2 separate regions of the Mus musculus genome follow, and region 2 is linked to region 1. A link is a contact called in public HiChIP or PLAC-seq data. All regions are on one chromosome and are shown on one strand. The core of a region is the stretch at or near the end of the contact, and the rest is flanking DNA. Distances in the headings are between cores, read along the strand shown. Region 1 overlaps Pdzrn3 (PDZ domain containing RING finger 3). Region 2 overlaps Gm34335 (a long non-coding RNA gene).

What was found. HiChIP or PLAC-seq counts read pairs in DNA pulled down with a chosen protein or histone mark.
Region 2: a contact with region 1 is called in an H3K27ac HiChIP or PLAC-seq map of embryonic stem cells, with 5 read pairs. The contact joins two enhancer-like sites. A contact is called at or near these places in 5 of 39 promoter capture datasets (the 3T3-L1 cell line, cranial neural crest, embryonic stem cells and 1 more), 2 of 484 Hi-C or Micro-C datasets (cortical neurons and myocytes) and 2 of 115 datasets of contacts at active chromatin or transcription factors (cardiomyocytes and embryonic stem cells).

What each region holds. Positions count from the first base shown.
Region 1 is chr6:101,325,707-101,333,071 of GRCm38.p6, forward strand. All of the region lies in intron 3 of Pdzrn3 (PDZ domain containing RING finger 3), which reads right to left. Among named protein-coding and RNA genes, the nearest start is that of Pdzrn3, 49 kb to the right of the region's middle. Within about 2 kb of position 4,450, at least 61 of the 459 cell types and tissues checked have an H3K27ac peak or open chromatin away from gene starts, as enhancers often do.
Region 2 is chr6:101,529,480-101,536,644 of GRCm38.p6, forward strand. The region is part of intron 1 of Gm34335 (a long non-coding RNA gene); the gene reads left to right. Among named protein-coding and RNA genes, the nearest start is that of Gm34335, 14 kb to the left of the region's middle. Within about 2 kb of position 2,647, at least 82 of the 459 cell types and tissues checked have an H3K27ac peak or open chromatin away from gene starts, as enhancers often do.

The DNA of each region.
Region 1 (7,365 bases), core at 3,200-5,699:
TTGGAGATAACAGAAAAGATCCCTTTTCTGTGTCTAGGTGGAATGCTTGAACCATATTGTGGCTGCGAGACATTCTCACAGGCTAACCATGACGACAAAGACCACAGATCCTTGGTGAAAGCATTGACGCATTCAATTCCCTGTCCTGGGAGTGAGTTAGTCCTTGTGCCCAAGATAGCATGAATAAGCTGTCTGGATCTAAATCTTTCACTTGTAGCTGAAAATAACTAATATAATTGGACCAGTGGGAAAATAAAAGAAAAAAAAACTCCAGTTGCTTATTAGACATGGCTTGTACAAAGGTCACCTAGAACTGGATTTTTCTGGTTAACCAAGGAACAAGATTAAGAATGTGGGGCTTTGAAGAATGTGGACATCTGTCACCTAGAAAGCAGCTTTTCACAGCTCACCTGGATACTTCCTCACAGGTGTCAGACTGCAGTCTGATGGAATGGGATTTACAGACAGGACTCTCAAAGTCTATATGGATACAATAAAGATTTAAAAATTAGCAACTAAAAAAAGGATCTGTATATAAATGCCATGTCTAATTATTAGAAAGTTCAAATCCAAGGCCTGCCTTCCCAAAGTTTAAAAGTTTCTCAAGGTTTACAGCAAAACTGATGATTAACAGATTTTATCGATTCCACTTGAGGAGGACAGGCATTGGAACTGCTTCTAATTCAAAGTCCACCAGAGACAGAAAAGTCCCCAGAGCTAGTCTAAGGCATCTGCTAAACATTATTCGCAGACGTCTGCACATGGTGAGGCATAAACCTGGCTTGGGTATGACAATGTGTTTGGGTACAACTCTCACAGCTCAAAGCCTTCCCTGGCTGTGCTGCCTGCCTTTGAACACAGGTATTCAGTGGATAGCTTGACCTTGAGGACTTCAGCTGCTCTCTTGTTTCCATAAGGATTAAGCTGAGCCCATGGTGTGATCCATGTCTCCGTTTGTGGTAAGACAGGAGCTGAGGTCCAGGCAGAGAGAAGGCAGAGGAAGCACTCTTGGCTTCAGGGAACACATTCATGCTCTGCTCTCATCTGGCTGTAACCAGAACATCACCCAAGGAATCCCATGGTAAACTAGACATGCCCTTCTCTTGGTACTCATAGTTGAGTACCGAGGTGAACCATATTCAACTATGGTGTCTAAAGGGTGATTTAACAACTAAACAATCATCTTGGAGAGTTGATTAGGACCCAATAGCACCATCAGCATGGAACCTACCTCTGTCTTTGAATGAATGACACAGGAGAGAGAGAGAGAGAGAGAGAGAGAGAGAGAGAGAGAGAGAGAGAGAGAGAGAGCACATAAAATTTGCAAGCATGTATACAGATGCATAACCTGTCTCCTGTGATGCCCTGTGTCACCTTCGGGACTCTACTAAGAAAAAGGACATCAAGACATAAGCTCCCTCAACCTTCAGCTTGCTTGACTGTGAGCTAAAGTAAATCCTCTTAACTTATCACCCTGGAGTGTCACCAGCAAGAAAAAGAAACAATAAATGTCTTCAGGGGACACACAGAATACAATTAAATGGGACTCAACAAATGAAAACCCAAATAAGTCCATAAAAATAAAAAGTGACCTATGCCAACCGGAGAAAAGTGAGGGCTGAAGTCTTAATTTTCTACATGGAATGAGATGGGGCACCTGCCAGCTGGCATTCACAGTCCAGAGTCTTTGAGATGAGGCGGCCTGGAATGAATCACAGGAAAGAAAGACTGGCCCTGGAACCAAAGATGTTAGCCATCATAGTGTCACTATCTGGGGCAAGATGCAGATCAGATTGGTAACGTGTCCACCTCCATGGATCTGGTCATGATGATGGCAGACAGGAGAAGCCCCTTTCTCTTTCAATTCAAGGTTCAAAGTTCTATGAACAGCAAGTGACTTAATCATTAGTTTTCCTGTTAAGAAGACTTAGTTGCTCCAAAAATAGATACTCGCTGCTGTCTTGTGTTTCATGCTGTATCTCAGAATGAGAAACATTGCAGCCAGTTTTGGGTGAAGATTCGCACAGTCTTTGAGATCCATGGAGCTCCAGTGAGCTGTACTTCCATACCTACGCAGAACGGCACACTCAGAACTGTGAGAATGTATACTGCTAATGCCAAGTTAAGCAGAATCACTCTCCACCATGACCTTGTGACTGGATCCTCAAGGGAGGCCAACCAGCGGCAAGCTGAGGACACCAGGGAGACTCATCTGATACCCACCCTAGCAGGAGGCAGCAAGACAGTTTGGAATTTTCTGGCTGACCACCAAACCCTGTTTGTGCCGTACTCTTTTTATAGCACAGGCTCCTGATGCGTGATGTTTGCTCAGCTATTATATACAAATCACTAGCCAAGAAGAAAATTCTCCATTCCCACAACTGGGACAGAGAGCAATGCCCACCAAGATACTTTAGGGATGCTGGACTGCTGAGCCCTGTGGCCAGGTAACCCTGGGTACCATCCTTATCAGTCTGGAGTCTTCAGGCAGAACCTGAACTCAGGTTTCTCTCCCTCCCTAGTGCTGAATTAGCAGAGTACCTTGGAGCTCTAAAGCCCACAGACACAAGACTTTACCTGGCCTAGGGCAGGAGCCTGGCTGAATGAATTAACAGTACAAAAGAGACAAACACTCCCAGGGGTTCAAGGAAGGGGCTTTGGATAACTAGAAATTCACCTGTGGTGTCAGCTTGGCTATCTCTTAAAGACCCTGCCTTGCTTTCCACATCTGTAAATGGGGATGGCAGTCTTGTCTACCCTGACCCATCCTAACCTACCCCACCCTGGAGCTGTATGCAGGGTTAAAGGTAAGAGGCAGAGAAGGGCAGAGGTCAAAGATTCTTGACAGACTCTTGACAGTGGCTGAGAAGATGTTGCCACTGTAGTCTTCCTTCCCTCCCCCCAACCCCCCCCCCCCCCGCTCTCTTTCTAATGACTTGCTCTGAGGACACACGTGTGGCTTGGCTCAATGCCTGATCTCCCCTACCTAATGTAAATGGTATGAATGACGTCAGAGCTCTGTTCTCCTCTCTGCATGCTGGCATCTTAGACAATGGCTGGTGCCCAGAAGGCTTCTAGTATCTCTTAAATGCAGAAATGACTAAATGTGGGGGCAAATGAATAAGATAAAAAAGACCAAATGAACTAACAAAACCGGCCAGCTCACAGAGCTCACGGTCAGGACGGGAGTTGGTGAATGTTAGGATAGAAATCTGTCAAGACAATCATCAAATATGCCACACAATCATCACAGGGGCACCCCTACCGCCACCCTACCCCCCACCGCCCACCGCGGGTCACAATGTATGGGCTTGAAAGACAATTATTTCTAACTTTACATTAGATAACTGGGTAGTTGCTCAGGTCCTGGGCTCCATTGGAAAGGAACGGATCTTCAGTAAGAAGGTATCTGTGGTAGCAATGATAAGAGCTAGCTTTCTGATCTCTTCAAAATGATGTTAAAAAGTGATGCATTCTAGGACGACGACAACAACAACAACAACAACAACACAGGGGTGGGGGTGTATGGCTGAACGAGAGAAAGTTTGAGAGCAAGTTTACATAACCTTTAGTCCAACTGCAAAAGTACCATACTGGTGCCCATATACTACATGCCTCTGGAAGGCCTCTGATTTTTCCTGTTTTTAAGTGGTCTTTGAACCCCCTTCTCCTCAATTGCCAGGGGTGGGAAAGGTGATTCATCACCCGCCGCCAGCCCTCTATGCTGCATTCCCACCATAAATCTTGCCTTTGTAAGAAGCTCTTATCTTCATAAACAGATAGCATCGGCCCTTACTGCTTTTTATGTCAATGTCCTTTTATTTAAGAATGACCCTGTTTTTGTTATAAATCCCTGAACATATTAGCAGAGGATACTTTCGGAGCAAACGTCTCTAGCGAGGGGGCAGCCCCTAGAGTCACATTCTCACTTCTAAGTGAGAGCGAAATCCTTAAGTCAACACATTCTACAGAGGCTGTGCTAAAGTACATTTTTCAAAGGCCCATGCCATTTGGTTGAAGTCAGCTCTGGAGGGTCACATACCTTTTCAATCAAAGGAGCAGTTACCCGTGTGAGGGGCCTGCAGGCAGAGGGAAAGCCTCCCGACATCTCCCTTAGCCTTCATCTGCCCCTTGCAGCCTGCACACCCTGCTCCAGGAGTGAACCCTTCCCTTTGGTGGCTTCTCAGACCAAAGAGAAAAGTGTCTTGGGAGTTTAGCACCCCACTGCCCTGACTCCCACTCTGAGAAGACAGGAGGGTGTATTCCCCCACCCCCTTCCTCCATTGATGGTCCCAAGTTGGGACAGGGCAGGGTGAAGACTAGAAGACTGGGGTTATATTTAGCAAACATGCCCCCAGGTAAATTTGTACTTCACCGAAACAAAGGACAGCATGATTGATGGCTTCCAGAAAGTGAATGAGAGTTGAGGCTATATGAGTGAGTCACAGGAAGGTTCTTAGGAATCACTTAGCATCTGCCTTCTGCATCACATAAGCAAGCCTGAAAGAAAAGCTAGTGTTTGGGTATTCAAAGTCATTCTCTTCTCAAACTCAATAGTTTAAAAAAAAAATCAGAGCTATCTGTCCAGAGTTCTTCCTTCCCATGCCATAAACTAATGAGCTTATTGTCTCTAGGAAGCTCTGATAAAGTTCCCATGGTTAAACGGCTAGCTGGAGACTCAGCCATGTGGGAACCCAGCTCCATGCTTGATTCAAGTCCACCCCAGAAGGTTCACAGAAGGGAAAGGAGAAGCTTTGGTTCAATTCATTGCGACATAAAGACCCATCAGTGGTTTCTGATAGCACATCACTCCTCTCTAGGCCTCAGAAGCTCACATGGGGACCAGCAAAGGAAGCTATCTCTGCTCTCTGTATGAACCACCCCCATAAATCACAGCATACATTCCTGCTGTCAAAGTGTGTGTAACTCAGCCACAGTCGGATGTGTCTTGTTTCCCAGCATATACGAGTCACCGCCAGGAACGGGACAGTGGTGACCAGAAGAACTGTCAACAAATGACAACACATTGGATACTGTACTGGCTGGTTTTGTGTGTCAACTTGACACAGGCTGGGGTTATCACAGAGAAAGGAGCTTCAGTTGGGGAAGTGCCTCCATGAGATCCAGCTGTGGGGCATTTTCTCAATTAGTGATCAAGGGGGGAAAGGCCCCTTGTGGGTGGTGCCATCTCTGGGCTGGCAGTCTTAGGTTCTATAAGAGAGCAGGTTGAGCAAGCCAGGGGAAGCAAGCCAGTAAAGAACATCCCTCCATGGCCTCTGCATCAGCTCCTGCTCCCTGACCTGCTTGAGTTCCAGTCCTGACTTCCTTTGGTGATGAACAGCAGTATGGAAGTGTAAGCCGAATAAACCCTTTCCTCCCCAACTTGCTTCTTGGTCATGATGTTTGTGCAGGAATAGAAACCCTGACTAAGATACCAACAGAAATGATCACAGCAGGGACGGCAGATAGCTTGGTTGGTAAAGGGCTGGCAAACATGTACTGTATGCCCAGAAACTTCTAGAACTGGGTGTGGTGGAACATGCCTGTGACCTGGATACTCCAGAAAGGTAAGAGCAGCAAGGTCAACCTGGGCTCCGGAAGAACCTGTCCCCAAAGTTAAAAATAAAACCAAACAAAAGCAAAACAAGGAAAGAAGGAAGGAAGGTTAGAAGGAAGGCCGGCAATCACCCCACACAAGGCTGGGAAGTGCTTTCATTAGAAGAGTTATCTCTCCTCCTTTCAAGAAAACAGAGTGCCGTCCCCATACTCAGGAAGTCTACCCACCCACATGAGCTAGACTTTAATGTTTTCATGGGACGCCTGGGAGGACTGAGATTTCAGAAAAGATGATTCCTACTTCAGGCTGGAGACCTGCAAGGAACTACAAGTCGCCAGCAACAGAGGGCTTCCAGCTCAACTGTGTGTACACAGTGTGGGGCTGGGGTGCAGTGGGAGTGGGCTTATCGATGAACTCTGAGCAAGGCATGTAGTTACTGATAGATGACTGGAGACCAGTGATGGCTTATAGAAATATTGATCCACCTTAGCCGCCCCAAAGAGCTCCTTGAGGTCCTTCAGTTTCCCTTTCTGTCAGGACAGGATCCCCAGACCAAAATAGCAGGCTAGGCAAGGGCTCTGGAGCCTCCAATTGTCAGGAAAGAAGAGGGCATCCTAAGTACTCCGAGAGCAATTGCATTTATCAGAGGGCGTAGCCAGTGACAGCGTGGAATGCATGCAAGCCAGAAGGAGCCTGAAAGCAAAACTGCCCTCTAAATCAGAGCCCAGCCACTGAGCTGGTGCTATGCATCAGAAGAACCTCCTAGTAGTATCTAGGGAAAAAGAACCTGCAGGCCAGTTTGACTAGCGCTACTTTTTAAATATCAAGTTTTATTACAACACAGCTGTGCTCATCTGCTTCAATACTGTTGGAGCATATTGGTGTTCCCCCAACAGCACAGTCAGGTTACTACACCAGCGCCACTGTCCTCCAAGCTAGCAACACCAACCACCTTTTTAGAAGAGCCTTTCCAATTCCTGCTCTGTGGAGATGCATCAGATGTATAAACTGGGCTCGCCTCCACACACAGGGGTTTACCACATTAAGCTCTGATTAGGAAATGACATGGTAACATTGATTTAAAAAGTCACAGCTAATAGAGGGAACTGCATCTACCCTACTCAAGATGAGTGGATGGCACCGATGGCACTTGCCCTCCCACAAATGCAAATGCATGGCTGCCAGAGGGGCATAATGCAAATGCTCTGGACACAAGTGGAGGCAAGAAGGCCCTGAAATGCAAAGGGGAAACCGGGAAACGGCCTTTATTCTGACATCCCAGAGAACTGCCAGTTGTCAGGATTAGCAAACACACTGAGTCCTGCTTGATATTTGACACTCAGGCAGTAAACAGAAAAAAAAAAAAAAAAAAAAGCAAAATGTCAGCTATTAATTACCTTCTGGGGTGAAAGGCTGTCCTGTTCTAAGTACACTCTAACCCCCTCTCTGGGAACCTCTTGAAGAGCTAATCTCTTCCCCACCAGATTAACCACTCTGGGATATATTCCTGGCTATAGCCGAATAAAGTTAGAAAGTACCCAAGGAGCTAGAGGGATCTGCAACCCTATCGGTGGAACAACATTATGAACTAACCAGTACCCCGGAGCTCTTGACTCTAGCTGCATATGTATCAAAAGATGGCCTAGTCGGCCATCAATGGAAAGAGAGGCCCATTGGACACGCAAACTTTATATGCCCCAGTACAGTACAGGGGAACGCCAGGGCCAAAAAGGGGGAGTGGGTGGGTAGGGGAGTGGGTGGGAGGGTATGGGGTACTTTTGGAATAGCATTGGAAATGTAAATGAGGA
Region 2 (7,165 bases), core at 1,397-3,896, 200 kb after region 1:
TTTTGTCAGCACTGAAGTTAATATCAATGATAGATTTACTTTGCTTCCAATGTTCCTAGGTAGTTAGAAATTAAATTTAGGGCTGGATAATGTTAACAAGTGGTGTTAGTAAAAGTGGATATCCACATGCAAAAAAAGCCAACACTAGTTGACCCTATTTTATCACACACAAACACACACACACCACAATATGGATTAACACATATAAGTAAGATTTGAAACTATGAAACTCCCACAAGAAAAGTGAGAAGACTTCCCATACAAGCCTTGGCAATGATTTCTTCATATTACTGAAACAGCACAGGCAATGAAAGCAAAAATAGGCAATTGGGATACATCAAACTAAAAAACATCAGCATAGCAAAGGATACAACTAAGAGTGAAAAGGAAGCCAACCCATAGAGTATCTCATACTGTGAGTCAAGGGAGCTAAGAGCATTAATCATTAGTAACTTGGCTGGATTTAGAATCATATAGGAGACACACCTCTAGGTGTGTCTATAAGGCTGTTTCCAGAGAGGTTTACCCCAAACGGAAAGGCCCACCCTCAAGGTAGATGGCACCATGTCCAGGTGCGAGGGCCCAGACTGAACCTAAGAGGAAGAAGGGAACGCCAATTGAAAATTACAGTTTCACTTGCCTTGCTGACATGAGCAAGCAGTTGCCAGTGCTCGCACTGTTACAGAGCACTCCACTGCCATGCCCTCACCACCATTATGGTGTGCATCCTCTCAGACATGAGCCAATATAACCATCCTTTTCTTAGTTCATTTCTCATCACACACTCAGTCACAAACAACTTGAAAAATAAGGAATACTATCCAAAACAGCCCAAGAACTTGTTTGATTTAATTGTGAAAGAAAAAGACAGACCTGGCCTGGTTGGTGGTGACACACACCTTTAATCCCAGCACTGGTAAAGCAGGGGCAGGAGAATCTCTGAATTCAAGGCCAGCCTGGTCTGCAGAGCTAGTTCCAGGACAGCCAGGGCTACACAGGGAAACCCTGTCTCAAAAACCAAACTAAAAAACCAAACCAAAACAATATAACAGAGCCAAACAAAGAATCAGACAGAAACTCAAACTAATTTAAAATACGCAAAGGATTTGAGCAGACCTTTCTCCAACAAGGTTACAGAAAATGCTACCAGTTCTGTGAAGAGACACTCACAACTCTCCAGGGTGATACTGTTTTAAATCTGTTAGGATGGTTTTAAAACAAACAACAGGCAAAACAAAAGATAATAAGGATTGGTAAGGATGTGGAGAAATGTGTGGTAGAGTGTAATATTAATCTCCTACCATGGAAAAGCATATAGAACAATGTTATGGTTATTTAATCTAACAACACTTCTCCTGAGGATTTTCCCAAATAATACAAAATAAGATATCAAAAGTCAAATCATTATTCTTATTGATCATCAATGTATCCTTCACAAAAGCCATGGTAATGAAGAAATCAACTGAATGCCCACCCAAAGGAGAATTGATAAATAAGATGTGTAATATGACATAATAGAATATTATTCTGTTCTTAACGAGAAGAAACATTTCCCACATGGACTAATATCAATGAAGTGTTGGATACTATGCTACATTTAAAAAGTTGGTTAGCACCCATTTGTGTGAGACATCTGGAATAGTCAAACACAAAGAAACAGAGAGCAGAATTGGTGGTTGTGGATGCTGAGGGAGAGGAGTTTTTATTCAATGGGTATAATATTCAGTTACAAATGATGACTGAGTTCTAGAGACCAAGCCAATTATTAATAGTGTATAGTATATTTAAATATTCCATAAAGAGCTGAGCTCAGGTGTCTTCACCAATTTTCTTTTCTTAATGAAGATGGGATAGACAATAGGAACTTGAAAATGATTTCATCTGTGAGACTAGTCATTTTTCCCAGCTCTGCAATATACTAGTCAGTTTGTGTTAGACCTGCAGTAACAAACACCACGGCCCTCATTAACCAGACCTTTCCTTTGTATGTCAAGTCTTTCGCTAGGTACACAAAGGCTACAGCTCATGCAATCTCAAATTGATCCTCATAGACACTGGGAAATATTATGGGATTTCCCAGTTTTACTAATGAGGAAATGGAGCTTAAAATTTGTCAGGCAACATGACCAAGGTGCCAAGCTAAGTCACAGCAGCACGTGGCAGGATGCCCAGCTACACCCTCCTTTTCTTTTAGCCATTATTAAAGAAAATTTGCCCTGTGCCCTAGAGGCCAACTCCCTTCCCCCAAGTTTCTAATCAAGATGACAAAGAAAGATGGAGTCCCAAGCAGGTGAGCATTTGGCCTGACTGGGGCTCTCCTCTATCAAATTGTATGAGGTGTTGTCACATGAATAATAATTGGCCATCTGGGAGGAAAAGGAGGCTCTGAACCCTAGGTTGTTGGAGCCTGCTATGTGCTCCTTTGGTCTCTCTTGGTAACTCTTTACCAGGAAGTAACTTGCATCTTTGGTGCATTTTTTATTTCAGAACGATTACTGCTAAAATGATCTGAGTTAGGAATGTGAGAGGATTCTGGCCCCTTGAGCATTTGTATGGAAATAAAAAGCAAAGCTGATTCTCTCTACTCCAGTTTAAATAAAACCACAAGATGAGCTCAGCCTGCACCCTCCCCCACTATCCCTACCTCCGCTCTTATGAAAGACCAGCAATTCTTGGAACACGGGATTACAACAGCGCTTCTTGCCTGACGTTCTCATCCTTACCAAAAAAAAAATCTTTATAGTCCTCACTATGTGCTGTGTTTGGCCTCTAACTCTTTTTAAAGGTCTTGAGACCCCAAACATATTCCCTCTAAGCCTGTTCTATTGAAACCTTTGGAAGTGTGTACACTTCTCAGAAATGTAATTGGGATAATTGGGATGCTCTGCCCACCAGGGTTTTGTTTTGCAAGAGTCAATTGATGTCATGTAAGTCGTTCACTTTTCTCCCTTTTCTTCCCAAGTCTTTTTAATCTTAGAACCAGGAAGTCCCATTTTGCCAGCAGACGATGAACTGTAACCACAGAAAGTTGGAGGCGGGTTCAAAGCCGGCTTGAATATGCTTTAACTTTGGCAGAAAGCATTTGCTGCCCCCTCATTTGGGAGGAACGCCTCAGTAGGGAGTGGGATAGATAAGGGTGTGACAGGGCCAGCTATGTTATTGGTGACACGGCCAGTGGGCTGTCTCCTGTTAGTCCTGTGTGGTATGTGTCAGGGAAAGCAGTCTTGTTCTGGGAGGTTCTGAGCAAGACCGAAGAAAACTAGGTTTCATTTTCCACTCAGACACTGTTGTGGAAAGAGTGAGTCGCTCTGCTCCTTGTTTCTGTGCCCAGAATAAAGGGGCCACTATTAATTCCTTCATTCTGTTTGAATAAGAAGAGCTAACACATTCAGTGCTCAAAACAGTGACATAGTGATGCTGCCTCACAGTCCCCTGTTCTTTTCCTGACAAACTCTCTTGCCACTCAGTTTTTATCTTTCCATAATACAGAGAAGCTCACAGGCATTGACCGTCTTGTGGCCTTTCGTCTTTCTCAATCATGTCGATGATGCATCTTTCCACAGACTTTACCTTTGCTTCAGGATACTGGGGAACTTCAAAACTTCCTTAATTGAAGATATATATATATATATATATATATATATATATATATACATACATATATATACATACACACACATATATATATATATATATACACACACATATATTCATCTATCTATATGTATATTATTTTCTTCAATGCTGTTGCAAAGAGTTTGTCACTCTTCTTATGTTACCTATGTTTTGTTTTGTTTTCATGTGTGTGGAATGTGCTTATAGGGTATATATATGCATTTTGGCATGTATGTAGGAGCATGTCTGTGGGTGAGCCCTAGGTTTGACACTGAGTATTGTCTTTAATCAGTCCTCCCTTTATTAATCAAGACAGGGTCTCTTAACGAGCCTTTATCTATCAATTCCGGTTAGTTTGGCTAGCCACCTTGTCCCAGGGATCTTCTGTCTTTGGCTTCCAAGTCTGGGATTAAAGACAGTTGCTGTACTGCTCGCCTTTTACATAGGTTCTGGGGATCTGAACTCAGATCCTCACACTTGTATAAGCAAGCACTTTATCCAATGAGACATCTCCCTAGCCTACCCGCTCGCTCCCCTGCATATATCAGTCTAACAGTACATTCTAAACTAATCACTGACTCCCATGAATTGGATGGTCCTTCTGATCAACCTTGTTCAATAGAACTCAGTCATGGTAGAAGTTCCTACATCTGTGTTTCTAATACGGCTACCACTAGAGACATTTGGTTGTGATTGAACACTTGAAGTGTGGCCATTGTACCCAAGGAATGGATTTTTTTAAATTTTACTTTAATGCTAATTGTCAACTCCCAAAGCTTAGAAGGCTTGTGATTCCTATACTGAGGAGCACAGCCTGAGACTGGACCCTCCTTGAGGCATTACCACCTATGATTAGCAGTGCCTAGCATGTATTTGCTGCCCCCTCATTTGAGACTCAGTTAATATTGACTTCATTCACTGCTGGATTTATGTCTGATAATAATGCTACCAGAAAGACAGTAGTAACTTCAGCCATTTCATCTTTATATAAAAAACAGGTAGAAAGCAAAATGAAATCATCTGACAGTGTAACATGGTTATGTGGTGTTGTGTTTAGGGACCAGGATGTGGGATGTTTCAGATAAATCCTCGGTCCTGTTATTTTACTGCAGGACTTCAGTATATGTGAGTGAATTCTTATGTAAGTAGTTGCGCATGCAAGTTACTGGGGGGAGGGGCAGCATTTTATAGTCAGCTAATTGTCTCCATACAATTAGACATGCAAAGGCTTGCTCATATAAAAGCCAACAGAAAGGAAATAGGAGGGCGTGGGGGAGTTGGCACACCGCTTACAGATCATTAGTATTGTGCACATATTTAAAGGCTATATTGGCTAAATGGATCTCTTTTAAAAGAGAAAGAGTGTATCATAAAAGAAAGATTACAATAGCCAACAAATTGGGCAGCTGCTCTGCTATGTGAGATTGTTAACTTTCAGATGCTGATGGCCTCAAAGTTCAGAATCACACGGCGAAGGAGATGCTGCCACCTCCTGGTATTTATCTGCAGTGAACCAGGATTTCTGATGCTGTGGCTCATTGTTCTAATTCGCATGATTTAAAGTTGCATATTAAGAGTAATTCTAAAATTACTCTACTTTGGAGAGGAGAACATTACCACGCTTCAGAATTTCCATCTTTGTACCAATAAATATAGCCATCTGGGTGTTTTCAAATTCTCATTTAGCTAGATTCATTTAGCTGATTCATGACAAGTGTTCCCTAACAAAGGGCTGTCATTCTGTGTCAATGATGGAACTGTGCATCTTTGTGGACACTGATCAGGCTTTGTACAGTTGCTGACTTATTGAATCAAACCCATTTTTGAATCTTTCTTAACACTATACCTGAAGCCACAGGGCCGGGCCAAAGAGCTATTATAATTTTATAGAGCCCGATAATTTCATTTGAATGAAAAATCTTGGTAGACTAATCAGTGCTGTTTATCAGAATTCAGAAGCTGGGTTGACATCTTGAGTAATCAGAAATAGCCAAAGAGATGAGAGATTTTGAGCTTTCATAAGTAGGGCTCTCTATATAGAAGGTTGTAGATTTATATAGTGCTTTAAGATGAGAATCACATGGGGGTTTTGGGTATCTCCACATGATCAAGCTGCTGGATGAAAAGAAAGAGGTATCAATGTGGAGAAGTGAATGAGGAGAAGAAAGAAGCATTTGTTTTTGACGTGTATATAAATAAATTTCAATGAAAAAATGGGTGGTAGGCAACCCATGCCCAAATCATCAATGTCCATCACATGTTTTAATGCTCCTTGCATTAGTCGCCTTTTTCTTTGCTAAAACAAAATAACCTTTGAAAACAACTAAAGGAAGATTGGGTTGATCCTAGCTCATAATTTGAGGATGCAGTGCATCATGACAGGAAGTGAATTTGGGCAGGAGTGCCAGGTAGCTGGTTACACATTTCTGCGGCCACAAACCAGAATGTTGACTGCTGCAGCTTAATTTGCTTTCTCTTTTTTATTCAGTTCAGGACCCCAGCCCATAGGTCTTCAAGCATCTAGAACGCCGTATCTAGAAACTCCTTCACAAACAAACCCAGAGGTTTATCTCCTAGGTGGTTCTAGATCCTCTCAAGCTGTCAATCAATATCAACCATCACACTCCCCTCCCGGTAGGGTTCAGCTGCCTCTCTGGATCATCAATTGACCTCCCATCATCTACTCAGCCATTTGTTAAAAAGATGTCCCTTGTATGTAACCTCCTAGAGTTGCATTAAATTGATCCATGCTCACTAATTCATGGATTCAACTAATCATTTAAGTAACACTGCTGCACATATACTAACCACCTGATATACTATTAAGGACACCAAAGAGCATGTGATATAGCCCTTGGCATTAAAGAACACATTTTTTTCCCCTCTTGTGTGTTCTGAAACACAGGAGCTATGTCAAACACTTTACATCTCATTAGGTATTCATTTGGTCAACAATATTTACAAAATTTACTGCTGTGTGTCAGACATTGTGCTAAGTGTAAAGAAGAAACAATGTTGAGATAGGATTCCTCACCTCGTAGATGCTGCTGTGCCTTGGGAAAGGAAGGTAAAGAAACAATGGATCAAACCATGGTTTTCTGTACTTCCCCAGGGCATTTTGGATAGTCAGGGCTTGATTTTCTATACTGCAAAACCTCACAGATGTGACTAGGCATGTTGTTTTTCTGATAATGGATGTGGGTGTAGCAGTAACACATTTCTTACCCAAATCTCTCAAAATCAGGATTTTATGTATTTTTTTGTGATGTTTTCTCCAGACTTCCATGGTATGTTGTATCTTTCCATAGTCCTTTAATATTTTCTTTTCATTCAGTCCACATAACTTCCTATTTTATAACTGGGATGACACCTGGCATGACATAAAGAGGACAGAGATGTGGGATGGCTAACACATGACTGTCACCGCAAGTGTTGAGACAGTAGCCTGTGTATCTCTAAGAAGAATAGGTATTATCCAAGTTAAGAAATCAGAGGGAAGGGGACATGGCAAAGGATTATGGGTAGAAAGAACAATGTTTTTAGAAGCCCC